2 separate regions of the Hordeum vulgare genome follow, and region 1 is linked to region 2. A link is a contact called in public Hi-C data. All regions are on one chromosome and are shown on one strand. The core of a region is the stretch at or near the end of the contact, and the rest is flanking DNA. Distances in the headings are between cores, read along the strand shown.

Region 1 (2,700 bases), core at 116-2,615, 240 kb before region 2:
CTCATTTGTCCCATACTGTTTGCCTACGAATAAAAGATGATTTACTGATGGCATCGAAGGTGCCACTTGAATACCATGCGAGTTAGACGACTCTCCTCGTGTTTTTAAGAGGCACGAAAGGCCCTGTGTTGCTAGCAAGAACAAGTATGGTGAAATAGGATCACCTTGTGTGATTCCTCGAGTAGGCACAAACTCCTCAGACTTCTTTCCATTGACCATAACAAAGAATTTAACAGTAGTAATTAAACTCATGACAATGTGAACCCATCTATCAGAAAAGCCCCTTTAGCATTATAGCTTCAAGATATGGTCATTTCATTCGATTATAGGCCTTCATCATATCAAGCTTCAAGGCACAATTGATAATGCCATAGAAACGAGGCCACTCCGGACAAAACCAAATTCCGAAATGGAAAATATGGAATGGGTATTATGTATCGCCAGCCAACCGTGAAGGAGTTCAAAGTGGAAATTCATAAAGGAAAAAAAAAACTTGGCACTTGTTTGCTGCTAGTTCCTTGTGGAGACGCGTCATCTGATAAGGGGTAGTTGTTGGACGGTTAGTGCCCGAATGGAAAGCAGTGCCCTAGGGCAGCAAGGCATCGTACACGAAAGGGCTGGCCTACGACTCCTTTTGGGCGGTTGTTTGCTTCTCGGGATTTGGGTAGCCCTTGTGCTCTAGTACACCGGAAGCTCTCCTTCTGTTTGCGTCGCGCTCGCGCACCGCACCGCAGGCGGAGGCGGAGGCAGCGCGGCGGCCGTTTTTGGATGGACGGAAGGAATCGATGGATCTATAACCGCGGGTTGGGTGGGTCCCGGAGGAGGGAAACGCGCCTGGCGTGGTTCCTCGGCACGCCGGCGTCGCGCGTGGCGTGCATGCACATCGGTCGACCTCAACGGAAAAGAAAGCCGTTCAGTGGATCTCGCACTTGATCGGGGCTGTGTCGCGGTCGCATTGGCGTCGCGTCCACTGGCACGCAGCATTGCGTTCGGGTTGCATTGCACCTGCACCTGCACCGTGTCTGCCTGGCTTCCGTCAGTCATCGCGTTTCCGGGATGTGTAAGTGCCTGCTGATCGATTAGGCACACCCGCACGCATAAGCAACGGAGATGCGCTTTGTTTATTACGTATTATTACGGCTTATCCATGGTGACGCGACGCCCCTTTGTTTTTTCTTTTTTGAGAAAAAAAGAAAAGAAAAACAGCACTGTCTGACTTGTGTAGAACCAGTACCTGGAACTGTGGGCTCGCTAGGCGGTGGCATGGGCGGACGAGGCCACCACCTGGCTGCATCGCCACCACAACACGCACGGGCACACGGCACACACTACTTCCCGTATAAATGCGGCATCGGATAGGGACGGACGGCGGCCACTTCTTCCTCCTCCTCCTCCTCCCCGGGCTCGCGGGTTTTGTTCACACCCCACCGCAGAGGGTTGGTTCATCTCTCGTCGGACTCGGAAACTCGCGGACTTGGCGTACCCACCCAACCCCACCCTTCCTCCTCCTCGCCTTTTTTTTTTTGCAACTTCCTCCTCCTCGCCTCGCCTCGCACCGCACTCGCGCCAGCAGTAAGTAGTAACGCCTCGGGCCAAAAACCCAAACCCAAACCCAAACCCCCAGAATAAGCAAGCGATTCCCCCCAAACCCCTTCCATTACCGTCCTCCGATTTCGCATGCCTGTGCCGGCCGCCTAGCCCAGCCCAGCCTTCCCATGGCGCCGGGTGGAGGGGGCGCGCTGCCGGCGGTCATGGCGCGGTCCGTGCCGGGGCCCGCGGCGATCCCGGCCGCGGCCATGGCCAGCGCCGAGGTGGCGGCGGCAGAGGTGGTGCGCCGCGTCCAGCCCACCCAGGCCTCGGACCGCCGCCGCGCGGAGGTCGTCGACCACGCGCGGAGGATCGTCGGAACCGCGCTCGGATGCGAGGTGCGTGCTCTGTCTCGTCTCGCCTCCCTTTCGCGAAACGCTCCCCCCTCTTCTCTTTCTTCACTTTCCAGTTTTGTCTGGGTAATCCTGGGGATCCTCGTGCTTGTCACACTACATTATTCTTCCTTTGGATTTGGATTTGTTTACTTTGCTTCCGTCGCTTTCTCTCGTGTGCTTCTAGTAGAGTACTGGTAGTATATACATTTCAAAGGCGTCGGCTCTAGGGTAGGAATTACTACTATTCCTTGATTAATTGCTTCGTACGGACGAGGAGCTAAACTAATTGGTGCCTAGTTTTACTACTATCAGCTGCCTTCTACAAGAAAATACTCCCACTACTCCCTCCGTTCCTAAATACTCCCTCTGTAAACTAACGTAAGAGTATTAGTTTACGGAGGGAGTACTAATTACAATTATTTAGGAACGGAGGAGGAAGTAGTTGCGATTTTCTGCTATGTACTGCACTAGTACTGTTTGACTAACAGACTTGTAAGTATATTAGACCAAGTCGCCCCTTTGTTCTGCGTGTCACGGTCTCACAAAAGCAACTTCATCCGTTTAGAAATCAGAAACGAGCTTTCTGTCTGCTCGGATCTATGCGTTTTTGCTTTTTAACCCAAGGAAAAAAGGCACGGTATGCTTTATGAAATCCAACTTTTACTAGTATCTCAACAGGCTTCCATTCAGATTTCAGAGGGGAAACAAGCTTTGGCGTTTTGCCAAAAAGATTAAAGTCTTTTTTGTTTCGGTTCTGCCCCTGCCCGTGATCGCATGC
Region 2 (2,700 bases), core at 161-2,660:
GATTAATATCTATAAAGCTTGTCAATCATGTTGTGGTTTATTTTCTAAAAATGTGTTTCATCTTCTCGAGACGTTAGCTCATGCTTGCTCGCAGGACGGGATATTTTACGATGACGTATGTCCAGAAAGGTTTTCTTTCATCATGGATGAGGGTATAATTTTGAATAGGATCTACCCGAGTGGAGCGACGCTGTAACTTTTTGCTGTAAAATGGCAGTTTCTTTTTGTTTGTGTTGAAGCGCTGATGGTGTAATTAAGACGCTGGTCAGCAGAGCGCAACTATCATTATTCGGTAATCACACGGAATTCTTGGAGTGGCAAAGTGATGAACAGCAGAATTCCCATTGAATTATCCCAGCGCACGGATCGAGCTGTAAAGGCGGCATCTAATCCGCCTTTGAAGCTAGAGTGGGGTGCGCATATCGTGGGCGTGCTGTTCCATTCCATTCTTCAGCCTCACAGCATCAGGACCAGAGAGATTACCAACCGAAGAAGGTGCGAGAAACGCAAAAGAAAGTTGTGTCAACTTGACAAAGTGCAAGCTATTAGCCTTTAAGTCTAAAACGCAACACGATTTCGCAAGAATATACTTGGGACCATGACCATCAATTGATCGCTGATATGATTATGATGAGCACACACACTATGCATGCATGATGCATCCTCATCCATGCATGAGAGATGAGACACGACCGTGCAATGTGATTCCTAGAGAATTCAGAGGTGTTTAGGCCCTGTTTGTTTCAAAAGTCCCGGAACTTTTTTAGTCCCAACTTAAAAGTCTCTAGTCCTTACCCGTTTGTTTTCAGGGACTAAAGGCCATTAAATGACATGTAAAAGGACTATGTTGTTCCTGGGGAGCAGCTTCCCCGCCCTTCGTTCCGCTTCACCGCCCCCGCGCCTCCGCCGCCCAGCACCTGTAGGGCCTCCCGTTTCGTCAAGGAGAGGAAGGGGTCGGGTCAAGGAAGGGAGAGAGAGACCGGCGGCGCGCACGCACCTGGGAGACGCGGGACCGCAGGTCGGAGAGGAGGCCGCCGACGGCGGCGGCGTTGCGCGCGTAGGCGTCGGAGGAGGAGGAGGCCGCCGCCGAGGAGCGGTAGGCTGCTGCGGCGCGGGCGCTGCCTGGGCGGAGCCGAGGGAACTGGCGGCGGCGGCTGGTGGGGGCGCGAGGGAACTGGCGACGGCGGCGGCGGCGGGCGAGGGAACTGGCGGCGGCGGCTGGTGGAGGCGCGAGGGAACTGGCGGTGGCGGCGGCGGCGGCTGGTGGGGGCGCGAAGGAACTGGCGGCGGCGGCGACGGCGGCGGGCGAGGGAACTGGCGGCGGCGGCGGCGGGCGAGGTGGGAGACGCGAGCGGGAGCGCGATGCGATGCGGGGTAGGGTAGGAAAAAGTCTCAAAAAGTCCCTCCCATAGGTACTTCTTCAAATAGTCCCAAACAGCCCACTTACTCCCTAAAAGTCCCTCCTATTTGTTTCACATGGGACTTTTTGAGATTTTTTTTAGTCCCTGCATCAAAAAATTCGTGGAAACAAACACCCCCTTAGGGATTAGGAGTAGTTCGGCTGCAGTGCAGGCAGCTTGTGGCCTTGTACTAGTGGCGCAGGTGCCGCATTCTTTGGCCGGCGATGTGAAGCCAGACGCGGCGGAACGCGGCAACGACGGCGCGGTGATGCTCGGCGGCGTTGAGAGCGAGGTAGCAGGTCAGCAGCTCCTCGAGGTCCTCCGATGACCGGATGTGGTTGGCCGCCACCATCTCCGCCATGCTCTCCGCCATCTCCCTCTCTGGGTCCGACGACGTCTTCACCACCACCAGGCTGTCGTAGAGCCACCGCCGTCTCCTGCTGCCCGCGTCCTCGGCTGCTTTTTCCTTCCGGGCACTTTTGTCGTCGTGGCCGCGCCGCCGCCGCCTGCTGGCCGGCTTCACGTGGAACCCCCGTGCCCTGCAGGTGGACGGCGTCGTGGCAGCCGAGGTAGGGGTGCTGGCGCTGCTGCTGATGGCAACGCTTTCCGCGGGGTCGTTCTTGCCGGCAGGCCTCGTGACGATGCGCCGAAGGTTGAGCTCCGGCGTCGCTGGAGGCGCGTTTATCCCGCCGAGCCTGCTGGCGCGGCGATGGATGACGTCGACACGGACGTCCAAGGCCGCGCCGTCGTCGGTTGCGGCGCCGCGCGGGGCGATGCACCGGAGCGCACCCCGGTCCGCGCTCGGAAAGTAGTAGGAGGCTCTGTTGGGAGAGTAGCCGGCACACGCCGCCGGTGGGCGCGCGGGTGGTCGGCAGTGCTGGCTTGTCTGTCGGCCCGTCCACTCCGCCGAGGCGGCGATGAATGCGATTGCGTCGGCGGAGGAGCCGCGCGTGGGACTCGGACACGCGGCCGAACGCTTGCCCTTCCCTCTGCTTCTCCCCCTGAGCTTGTGGAACCAGGAGGAGGCTGGCATCGCGCGGTCTGGGGGCAGAGACAGAGACACTCTGTTGCGGCCAAGACAGAGTGCGCGTGTGTAGTGGCGTGGCGTGGTGTGGCGTGGGTGTGCGCGTGGTGATCGAACTTGCAGTGCCCAGCTAGCTCACGGTGGTTATATATCGCGAATGTGGCGACACGTTGTGTGCTAGATTTCTTATGATGGGGGGACGAAGGGCGAGATATCGAATATCTAGTTGTCAGAGCAGTTTGTTGTAGAGTGTGAACTTGTCCTGGTATTTGAGGC

The links. Hi-C and Micro-C count contacts between places; a contact is called where the count stands out from the background.
Region 1: a Hi-C map of seedling shows a contact between it and region 2, with 2.6 times the contacts expected there. The contact joins the promoter of LOC123448692 here to the promoter of LOC123446503 in region 2. A contact is called at or near these places in 2 of 6 Hi-C or Micro-C datasets (leaf and seedling).

Annotation. Positions count from the first base shown.
Region 1 is chr4H:391,179,955-391,182,654 of MorexV3_pseudomolecules_assembly, reverse strand. It overlaps LOC123448692, which reads left to right and starts at 1,365. Exons shown (of 9, transcript XM_045125660.1): 1 at 1,365-1,925. The coding sequence starts at 1,716.
Region 2 is chr4H:390,937,859-390,940,558 of MorexV3_pseudomolecules_assembly, reverse strand. It overlaps LOC123446503 (ran-binding protein 9-like), which reads right to left and starts at 1,410. Exons shown (of 3, transcript XM_045123080.1): 1 at 1,374-1,410; 2 at 1,316-1,371; 3 at 322-1,218. The coding sequence starts at 1,410. The coding sequence ends at 823. LOC123446502 (transcription repressor OFP1-like) reads right to left here and starts at 2,635. Exons shown (of 1, transcript XM_045123079.1): 1 at 1,519-2,635. The coding sequence starts at 2,433. The coding sequence ends at 1,591.